2 separate regions of the Astyanax mexicanus genome follow, and region 1 is linked to region 2. The links are chromatin contacts, called in public Hi-C maps. All regions are on one chromosome and are shown on one strand. The core of a region is the stretch at or near the end of the contact, and the rest is flanking DNA. Distances in the headings are between cores, read along the strand shown. Region 1 holds the start of rnf150a (ring finger protein 150a). Region 2 overlaps rnf150a (ring finger protein 150a).

Region 1 (5,063 bases), core at 1,154-3,653, 38 kb before region 2:
AGTAAATAAATAGCAAATATAAAGCAAATAAATAGTAAACGGATATTAAATAAATAGTAAATAAATAATAAATAGCAAATAAATAGTAAACAGATTGTAAATAAATAGAAAATAAAAAGTACATAAATTGTAATTAAATAGTAAATAAATAGTAAACAAACAGTAAATAAATAGCAAATAAAAAGTAAATAAATAGTAAAGAGATTGTAAATAAATAACAAATAAATAGCAAACAAAACGTAAATAAATTGTAATTAAATAGTAAATATAAAGCAAATAAAAAGCAAATAAACAGTAATAAAATCTTATGAATAGTAAATAAATAGCAAATAAAAAAACAATTATAAAAAAATACTGTATATACGTGTTCTGTGAAAATAAAATGTTTTTTTTTAAGGGTACCCATTGTTTAGTTATTATTACGGGTACCTATTTAGTTATTTTGTTGTTCAAGGTGATACAAAAATAAGGATTATAATTATATATTTATTAAATTTTTTTACAACACTACTATAATATTGTATATGAGTTTTTTTCTTTTGTGTGCCAAAAAAAAGATGGAAAAAATAGAACATCTTCTCATGTTAGGTCAGGAAACGTTAAAAGCCACATAGATGGAAAACATTTTATTTTATATGCTTATCTGTCATTTATAAGATCATTAAAATAAATCACAGAACTCGAGTTTGTTGTACTCCGCTCCAGCAGGCGGGGCGCTTTATTACGCAAAAGGCGCGTCAGACTATCCGGGTTGCCATGTGTTGTAAAAACCATCCTCAGCGTTGTGTTTTCTTAAAAACAAACCAAGTACTTACTGTGAAATAACTGGCAACCTCCTATGTTGTGACGATTTGCTTTGATTCACTTTACTGAACCGATTCTTTTAAACTGCCCAAATTGAATCTTAAATCTGATTTGTGATTTATTGAACCACAGGTCAGCCTTTTCCTCAGCTCCTCCGCTTTCAGCACAGAGGATTTCTCCCACCTCAGCTCCTTTATATTTAGATTCCTCACATCCAGCAACAAACTGAAGCTTTTAAAGCGTTTATAACATTGACTTTCTATTTTTACTCTGTACTACTCTGTTCACATATAAATAAACTAAATAGACATATAGTCTTTCTGCATTTAGCTGAATAAGAACTTTTCAATTGTCTTTTTGTTGATTTTTATGATCTTGTGACTTTAACATCTGTGTCTGACCTCAACATTTTATTATGTGACATCTATGTATTAATTTTGGTGGTTCGTATAGAGTACATTAGAATATCTTGAGACCTTATGGTTTTGTGGTAAAAATATATTATTATGTAGCCTCAACTTATTAATTAATTAAACAAAGAATTGAAAGATGCAATACAAAATTACAGACCAACACAACGACATGTTTATAATAAATTGACATACTGCATAATAATAGCTAATAACTGTAAATTGCTAATTATAAATACATTGTTTGATTTACCTTTATATTCATTTTACTTATTGTGCTTTACATAGAAATGTATTTATTATACATTTAAAAAAAGTTATACGAAATTATAATTAAAAGAATAAAAAAGTAATGCAAACATTACAGATGCTTAGCTGAGGTAAAGCTTAAGTTGGCCAGACATCTCTGATGACATATCATATTTAAACTAACTTAAAAAAAATCTAAATAAATTTTTGTATAGAAATAGATCTGTTAAAAACGTCTGCAACTCTAGGTCAACCAAAGGGAATAACATGGGATTAAGCTGTAAAAATATGATTTCTCTGTAGTCTGAAATATTTAAAATATAAATAGTGAAATATAAATAAATAATACATATGAATAGACAATAAATAAATAAAAAATAAATACATTATACATTATATGTTGAACTTTACTGTAAATCGTCTCTAAAGTCTAAATGCCAGAAAAGACTACAACTCTTAAAAAAAACTAAGTGAAAACTTTAAAATATTCTTTAATTTTCCCATATTGAAAACCTTTGGAATAATCAAGAGGAAGATGGATAATCATAAGCCATCAAACCAAGCTGAACTGCTTGATTTTTTTGGTGATTTTTTTGAGTGGCATAAAGTTATCCAAAAGCAGTGTGTAAGACTGAGAACATGCCAAGATGCTTGAAAACTATAATTAAAACCCAGGGTTATTACACCAAATATTGATTTCTGAACTTTTTTTGTTATTTCAGGCAATTCTCATTTTCTGCAAATAAATGCTCTAAATGACTATATTTATAAATGTTGTGCTTAGTTTATAAAATAAAACAACAATGTTCATTTTGCTTAAACATATATCTATAAACAGCAAAATCAGATAAACTGATTCGGAAAGAGCTGTATACAGTCATGATCATTTCTGAGTCATTTAGAGTGATTCATTTAAAAGATTCGATTCACAAGAGCCGAGAGATTCGCGTCTGTAGCAGCTGAGCCACAATAACACACACAGAGACACCGTGGGTCGAGAGATCAGTGGTGGGATGAGCTTCTGGGTTTAGGATATTTTGTGTTTATTTCGTGTTTGTTTGTTTATTTTGAGTTAGAAGTAGTTTGAGAGCTTGGTTTAAGGTCAGATCAGTGAATCAGACAGTTTGGAAGTGAAGCTTTTATTCCCTCCGCGGAGCTTCGGGCAGTGAGGGCGGGCAGGCTGAGTTAGTAAGCCGGACTAGGGGTGATCCGTCGGCGGCTGGAGCAGCATGGCCGTGTCGCTGGTGAAAGCGTGCCGCAGCCTGGCTCTGTCGACGGGGCTTCTGTCCTTCTGCTTTGTCCACCTGCTGTGCCTGGACTTCACTGTGGCCGAGAAGGAGGAGTGGTACACGGCTTTTGTAAACATCACCTACGTGGACCCGGTGACCTCCGAGCTCCGGACGGAGAAGACCGAGTGCGGGCGGTACGGCGAGCATTCCCCTAAGCGGGAGGCCCGGGGCACCGTGCTGCTGCCCGCCAGCGGACACGACCGGCAGGCCTGCGACAGCGGCACCAGGTTCCCCGTCAGCCGGGAGCACCAGGGCCCCTGGATCGCGCTTATAGCCCGGGGGAACTGCACGTACCGGGAGAAGATCCGGCTGGCAGCGAGCCTTAACGCCTCGGCTGTGGTCATCTTCAACGTGGGCTCCAGCAACTCCAACGAGACCATAACCATGCCTCACCAAGGTAGGGAATAACGCTACATCTGGCAACCTTTTAAAGGGGGACTTCAACCCAAAAATAAAATTATCACATTTTGTTCCTTTATGTCTGTAATCTAAAGCTTGGTAGGTATTTGAGGGGTCTGAAGTTTACTTCTTCAGATATGAGCTGGGGTTTGGATGCTAATAGTGGAGGTCAGTGTCATCCAGTTAAGAATGGAAAAAGTTTTTGTCAATCTATGAGAATGTAAAATTGGGTAAATAAGATTTGTTGTGTTTTTAAATGTGCATATTAGGCCTGGTAATTACATCTTAATTATATAAAGTAATTGTGGTGAAATATATTATGGTCATTTCTATGTCACCCATGTAAATAGCTCAATAAAGCTAATATTATCATTATCTTAGTGCTTCATTTATATTATTGCACTTTTCTTGTTAAAAACACTTAAATGATCAATGTATCAGGTCAGCAATAATTAGTAAGGACATGTCCATATATTGTATGATAAGTCTTACATAACAATGTAATGTGTGTTTTTATTTACATAACTACTGTTTACTTCTTCAGATATGAGCTGGAGTTTGGCACCCAATTAAGACTGGGCTTCATTTGCTTCATATCTCATTAGAAAAAGTGTTTTAGTCAGTCTATGAGATGGGAAAACACTGTAAATAAGATTTGTTGTGTTTATTTTAATTTAAGCTATAAATAAAATGTGCACATAAGTCTTGGTAATTATATTTTTATATGAACGATGTACTGTTCCAGAAGTAATTGTGATAAACTATATCTTACATATATAGTTTTATTCTACTTATTTAAATTGCTCAATAAAGCTAATATTATCATTATTTTAGTGCTTATAATGAGCCATAATTAGTGAGATCATTTGCATATATTGCACGATAAGTGTAATGTGTGTTATTGTTTACATAATAACTAATTACAGTTAATAACTGTCACAAAATCAAAACAGGGCTTAATCCCAAAAAGAGTGATGAAATTATCAACTATTGTTCAACCCAAAATAAAAAAAAATATCGCATTTTGTTACTTTATGTCTGTGTAAATTTTGATTCTTTTAATGCAGTTCTTTAAGTATGTTTTAATGTTAATTCAGTAAAAAATCAAATGTGCACATTAAGCCTGTTAATAATATTTTTGTATTGATAATCTACTGTCCCAGAAGTAATTTCTATAAACAATATTATTGCCATTTAAAAACAATTTAATTAAACTGATAAACTGATATAGCATAATAATCCAGGTACATCATTTAAACTGCAATGATTAGTAGTTTAGATGATCAGTTCATCTTGCCTGTCAAAAGTTTGCAGTATACCATACCGGTCAAAAGTTTGGACACATCTTCTCATTCAGTTTTTTATTGTATTTTAAATCCAGTTTTTAAACCTTTTTGAGCACAGCTCCACCTGTTGCAGTTCACTCTGTGCGTATAAAGACACCATTATTGATCCATTAGTCATTACACGACTGACTGAAATATTGGTGATGTTGATTCTTAGGTAAACAAACACGCAGGTAAAGGTCAGCACAGGGTACTGAGGTCAGGTTCATATCTCATACAAGTTGAGGGTGATATCTTGCATCATGTTGTAATTGTTCAGCCCTACTCCACCTGCCCCCCGAAGCAGGGTTAATTTTGATTTAGACCATATCATCTCTTCTGGTCAGAGCAAATTCTAGTCATTTGGCCTAGAAAACACACTAATGATGTCTGAAGTTATGACTGAAAAGTGGTTTGTTTTGTAGGTTTCTGTTAGTGATTGTAATATGTTTATAATTTTAACACAATTGAACTTTTTTTTTTACCAATAGTAAAATATTATTTTTTCATTATATTTTAATGATTTAAATTGCTGTTACTGGCCCATTAGGACTGCTGCCTCCCACTGAGGATGGGGCCACTGGTGG
Region 2 (5,288 bases), core at 1,889-4,388:
GTTGTTTACTGTATATTTGGTCTATAGTTTTGGTTTCACATTGCAGTTTAATGAAAACACTAAAAGACTTAAATTCTATTTTTTTATCATCACTAATGTGGGCTCCATCTTCCTATACTTAACTCAAGTGTTGTAGACAGTGGAGCCAAGACCAAAACCAGAAAAAAACAAGGTCAGATTAAGATTTTACAATAAAAAACGTCACTTAGGTTAGCTAGCTTGATGCTAAGGTTAGCTAGCTTGTCAATAGCTTTAGTTTTCTCCCTGGTAACATTAGTGTGTTAGCTAGCTTGTTGCTAAGGTTAGCTAGCTTTTTCGCTAGCTTTAGTTTTCTCCCTGGTAACATGAGTGTGTTGACTAGCTTGTTGCTAAGGTTAGCTAGCTTTTCGCTAGCTTTAGTTTTCTCCCTGGTAACATTAGTGTGTTAGCTAGCTTGTTGCTAAGGTTAGCTAGCTTTTTCGCTAGCTTTAGTTTTCTCCCTGGTAACATGAGTGTGTTGACTAGCTTGTTGCTAAGGTTAGCTAGCTTTTCGCTAGCTTTAGTTTTCTCCCTGGTAACATTAGTGTGTTAGCTAGCTTGTTGCTAAGGTTAGCTAGCTTGTCGCTAGCTTTAGTTTTTTCCCTGGTAACATGAGTTTGTTAGCTAGCTTGTTGCTAAGGTTAGCTAGCTTGTCACTAGCTTTAGTTTTCTCCCTGGTAACATTAGTGTGTTAGCTAGCTTGTTGCTAAGGTTAGCTAGCTTTAGTTTTCTCCCTGGTAACATGAGTGTGTTGACTAGCTTGTTGCTAAGGTTAGCTAGCTTTTCGCTAGCTTTAGTTTTTCCCTGGCAACATGAGTGTGTTAGCTAGCTTGTTGCTAAGGTCAGCTAGCTTTTCGCTAGCTTTAGTTTTCTCCCTGGTAACATTAGTGTGTTAGCTAGCTTGTTGCTAAGGTTAGCTAGCTTTTCGCTAGCTTTAGTTTTCTCCCTGGTAACATTAGTGTGTTAGCTAACTTGATGTTAAGGTTAGCTAGCTTTTCGCTAGCTTTAGTTTTCTCCTTGGTAACATTAGTGTGTTAGCTAACTTGATGCTAAGGTTAGCTGTCGCTAGCTTTAGTTTTCTCCTTGGTAACATTAGTGTGTTAGCTAACTTGATGCTAAGGTTAGCTGTCGCTAGCTTTAGTTTTCTCCTTGGTAACATTAGTGTGTTAGCTAGCTTGTTGCTAAGGTTAGCTAGCTTGTCGCTAGCTTTAGTTTTCTCCTTGGTAACATTAGTGTGTTAGCTAGCTTGTTGCTAAGGTTAGCTAGCTCGTCGCTAAGGTCAGTGCTCTCCTCGATAATATTACTTAGTATAATATTATGTTAGTTTGCTACTAACATTAGTTATCTCCCTAGTTTGTACCTATCTCTCCTAAAAATCAGAACCAGAGGTAACAGGTAACAGAGGTCTCTGTTACCAAAATGTTGCAGAGTTTACATTCTGCTGAAGGTTTTTTCTTTCTAGAAAGTTCTACATACAAATTCACGATGATTCACATAAACAAAATAAAAAATATGAAACCCATATATTATAAAGATGTATTACACACAGAGTGATCTATTTTAAGTGTTTCCTTTATTGTTTATTATTATGGTTTACAGACAATGAAAAATCAACAATCAGAGTCTCAGAAAATTAGAATATCATATAAGACCAATAAGTACTTTTGGCAGTGTGGGCAGAGTGGCAAGTCCTGCTGGAAAATGAAATCCGCGTCTCCATAAAAGTTTTCAGAAGAGGGAAGGATGAAGTGCTGTAAGAGTTTGTGGGAAAACAAAACTGCACTGACTTTAGACTTGATAATAAAACACAGTGGATCAACACCAGCAGATGACATGTCTCTCCAAACCATCACTGATCATCAGTAAATTTTAAACTTCATTTGGAAATCAAGGGACCAGAGTCTGGAGGAAGAATGGAGAGACACCCAGTTCAACAATCAGTGATGGTTTGGAGAGACATGCCATCTGCTGGTGTTGATCCACTGTGTTTTATTATCAAGTCTAAAGTCAGTGCAGTTTTGTTTTCCCACAAAATTTTACAGCACTTCATCCTTCCCTCTGCTGACAACTTTTATGGAGACACAGATTTCATTTTCCAGCAGGACTTGACACACTGCCCACACTGCCAAAGGTACCAATTGGTCTTATATAATATTCTATAGCTATATATTTTCTAAAACACTGATTTTGGGTTATCATTGGCTGTAAGGAATAAAAACTAAAGTCAAATAGGTTGTAACACATTGTACATTCATTTAGTGCTTGGCACTGTGACCAAAAATGTATAGCACACTTTTTTAAAGATTGTTTCACTGTATATCACAGTATTGCATAGTATTATTATTATATCAGTATTATATAGTATCACAGTATTTAGTGTTTTCTATATTTTTGATTGACATAAAACCTTAGGGCTTTAAATAAAGGTCAGAAAAAATCCCACCAAAACCTACTAAACCTCTCTGTTTATAGAATGAATCTATTAAAATCTGCTGGGATGGTTGCAGTAGCATGCTAACAGCATTTGTTATATCATATTTTGGACATTTCATCCCCCACTCAGGAATACTACTGCTTTCTATTTAAAAGAAAAACAACTTTTGGACTGCTATTTTAAAAGAGCACCACTTTAAATGACAAATGGCTGCAATATCAAACTTTTTTGCACTCCGCCTCCACATTCACTGTGGTACGAAATTCCGCTCTGTTTTACTGTTGGGTTTAATGGTTTATGTACGTCACTGTGGCATCCACTTTGCATAACTCCTTCTGGCATCCAAACATGCTTCTAAGCCCAGGCGTGTGTGTGTGTGTGTTAGTGTTTAAGTGTGTAAGGAAGTAATTCAGAGCTTTTAGAAGCATAAGAGACCTAACACTGGGATTCTGCATTGTCTGACCTCAGCAGCCAAACAGGACACCTGGAGGGGTTTCCATGGTAACATCACACACACACACACACACACACACACACACACACACACACTCGCACTGCTTCATCTTCATCTGCAGTCCTGAATCCCTTCAGCGGCTCTAAAATGGAGCCTCCACAGCACTGCTCACATTCCTGTAACATTTCCCATCAGGCCACATTTCCTCCACCTTTAAGGAGCAAATAGGGAGGAAAGGGAGGGGCCGGGAGGGGTCGGGAGGCAGCTGGGATCACGTCAGTGTTTGGATGGATCCCTGCTGTTCTGAAAGTTTCCTCTAGAACAAATGTCTCTGTTCAGATCCTCAGCTTTTCTTCAGTAAATCTATTGTACCATAAAGCCAGGGTGTGAGAGCTGAGCTGTGTTCAGCGTACATAAGCTTTCAGTGGGTCTGTTACAATAATTATTAACTGTAATATAATAATAATCATCTTTGGACGGTATATTGTCCAAAAGTAATTAAGATAAATTATATTACTGTAATTTTAACAGTATTTTATGTAGTGAGCCCCAGATACTATATAGTGAGTACAAACACGTGGTAAGCTCCAGATACTATGCAATGAGGACCAGCTACTATGTTATAAGCAGTAGATAATATGTAGTGGGCACCAGTTACTATGTAATAAGCACGAAATACTATGTAGTGAGCACAATATACTTTGTATTAAGCATAAGGTTCTATGTAATAAGCAACAAGTACTATGTAGTGAATACAAGATACTGGTGAGCACCAGATATTATGTAGTGAGCATCAGGTACTATGTGGTAAACACGATACTAAGTGGTGAGCACCAGATACTATGCAGTGTGCACCAGGTGCTATGTGATAAACATCAAATACTATGCGATGAGCACCAGGTACTATGCTGTGAGCACAAAATACTATGTGATGAGCACAAGATACTATGTGGTAACAGCAGAAAACATGTAGTGAGCACCAGATACTATGGAATGAGCACCAGGTATTACGTAAATAACACCAAATACAACGTAGAGACTATGTAGTAAGCAGCAGATACTATGTAATATGAGCACAATATACTATATAGTGGGCAGCAGGTAGTATGTGGTGAGCACAAGATACTATTTGGTGAGCACTAGATACTAAGTGGCCTGGTGAACAGTGTTTTTTCCTTTTAGTAGCTAGGGTCTTAGCACATGGTATCTGGTGGAATATTGTATTTGTATTTATCAACCCTGAATAAAAAAAAAACAAAGAAAAGAAATGGGCAATATCAATGTTAGTAAAATAGAGGTTCATGTGTTGTATGATATTGTTGATCAAATACTTACTGTGACATGCCAAGCTCAGTTTGTAAGTGGTGTGGTGTTATCAGGTCGGTGTGGGTCTCTTCCAGGTGTTTCGGTTTCCTGCTACCTCCCATTAACACACTATATGCTAAGTTGACTGGTTTAGGCCTCATTTGACTGGCAGTGATGGCCAGGATGCAAAAAGGAGTGGTAGTGTTGTGTTTTTAATTCACATAGTAATTCAGCATGCGATTGTGTTACTTTTTTATGATTAGACCAATGGAAATGCCCTAAAAAATACTTTGAAAAAGAAAAAAAAATCTTTCTTAGCTTTTAGTGTTTGCTATTTCGGAGATACAAGTTTTTGTAGTGTGTTAAACCCCTCTGGAAGCCTCTTCCTCCCGTTTAAGCAAACTGTGCTCTGTGCTGGTGTAGATTATAGAGTTCAAACAGGCCTGAATAACAAGCTGCACTGATAACAGATATACATACAGGAGTGTGTGTGTGTGTGTGTGTGTGTGTGTGTGTGTGTGTGTGTGTGTGTGTGTGTGTGTGTGTGTGTGTGTGTGTGTGTGTGTGTGTGTGTGTGTGTGTGTGTGTGTGTGTGTGTGTGTGTGTGTGTGTGTGTGTGTGTGTGTGTGTGTGTGTGTGTGTGTGTGTGTGTTGTTCTTGCCTGTAATCATTTATAACAGATAACTGTGGTCCATCACTGACCTGGAGCTCCTCTGAAGCCTCAGATGATAATCACACGTCAAAGACTGGTGTGGGCTGTGTGGGAGATACTGCTGTAGATCCCCTTGTTCAGTTTGGAAAACTAAACTAAAGAACATTAAACTGGGAGAAACTGATGATTTAGAAGTACTGAGTTTTAGCCCTTTATACTAAAGACTTTTAGTGAAAAGTGAATACTAAGTGTGTAAATGTGGCTCATTCTGACCTCTAGTGGTGAAATCCTGCTGTCTCTTACTTTGTTCACTATCATCAGTGTAATGGGGCAGTGTTTTCTCCATGTTTTAACGTTCAGTCTATTGATGGAGAAAGGGAGAGTGGGTGTGCAGATGATATTAGCATAAAAGCGTTTTAAAAAGA

What was found. A called contact is a pair of places that touch in the nucleus more often than the background predicts.
Region 1: a Hi-C map of muscle shows a contact between it and region 2, with 6 times the contacts expected there. The contact joins the promoter of rnf150a here to the enhancer-like site in region 2. A contact is called at or near these places in 2 of 3 Hi-C or Micro-C datasets (both in muscle).

The regions. Positions count from the first base shown.
Region 1 is chr7:48,094,952-48,100,014 of AstMex3_surface, reverse strand. It overlaps rnf150a (ring finger protein 150a), which reads left to right and starts at 2,403. Exons shown (of 7, transcript XM_007253700.4): 1 at 2,403-3,149. The coding sequence starts at 2,693.
Region 2 is chr7:48,057,696-48,062,983 of AstMex3_surface, reverse strand. All of the region lies in intron 6 of rnf150a (ring finger protein 150a), which reads left to right. Among protein-coding and RNA genes, the nearest start is that of rnf150a, 37 kb to the left of the region's middle. Within about 2 kb of position 3,138, the one cell type or tissue checked has an H3K27ac peak away from gene starts, as active enhancers do.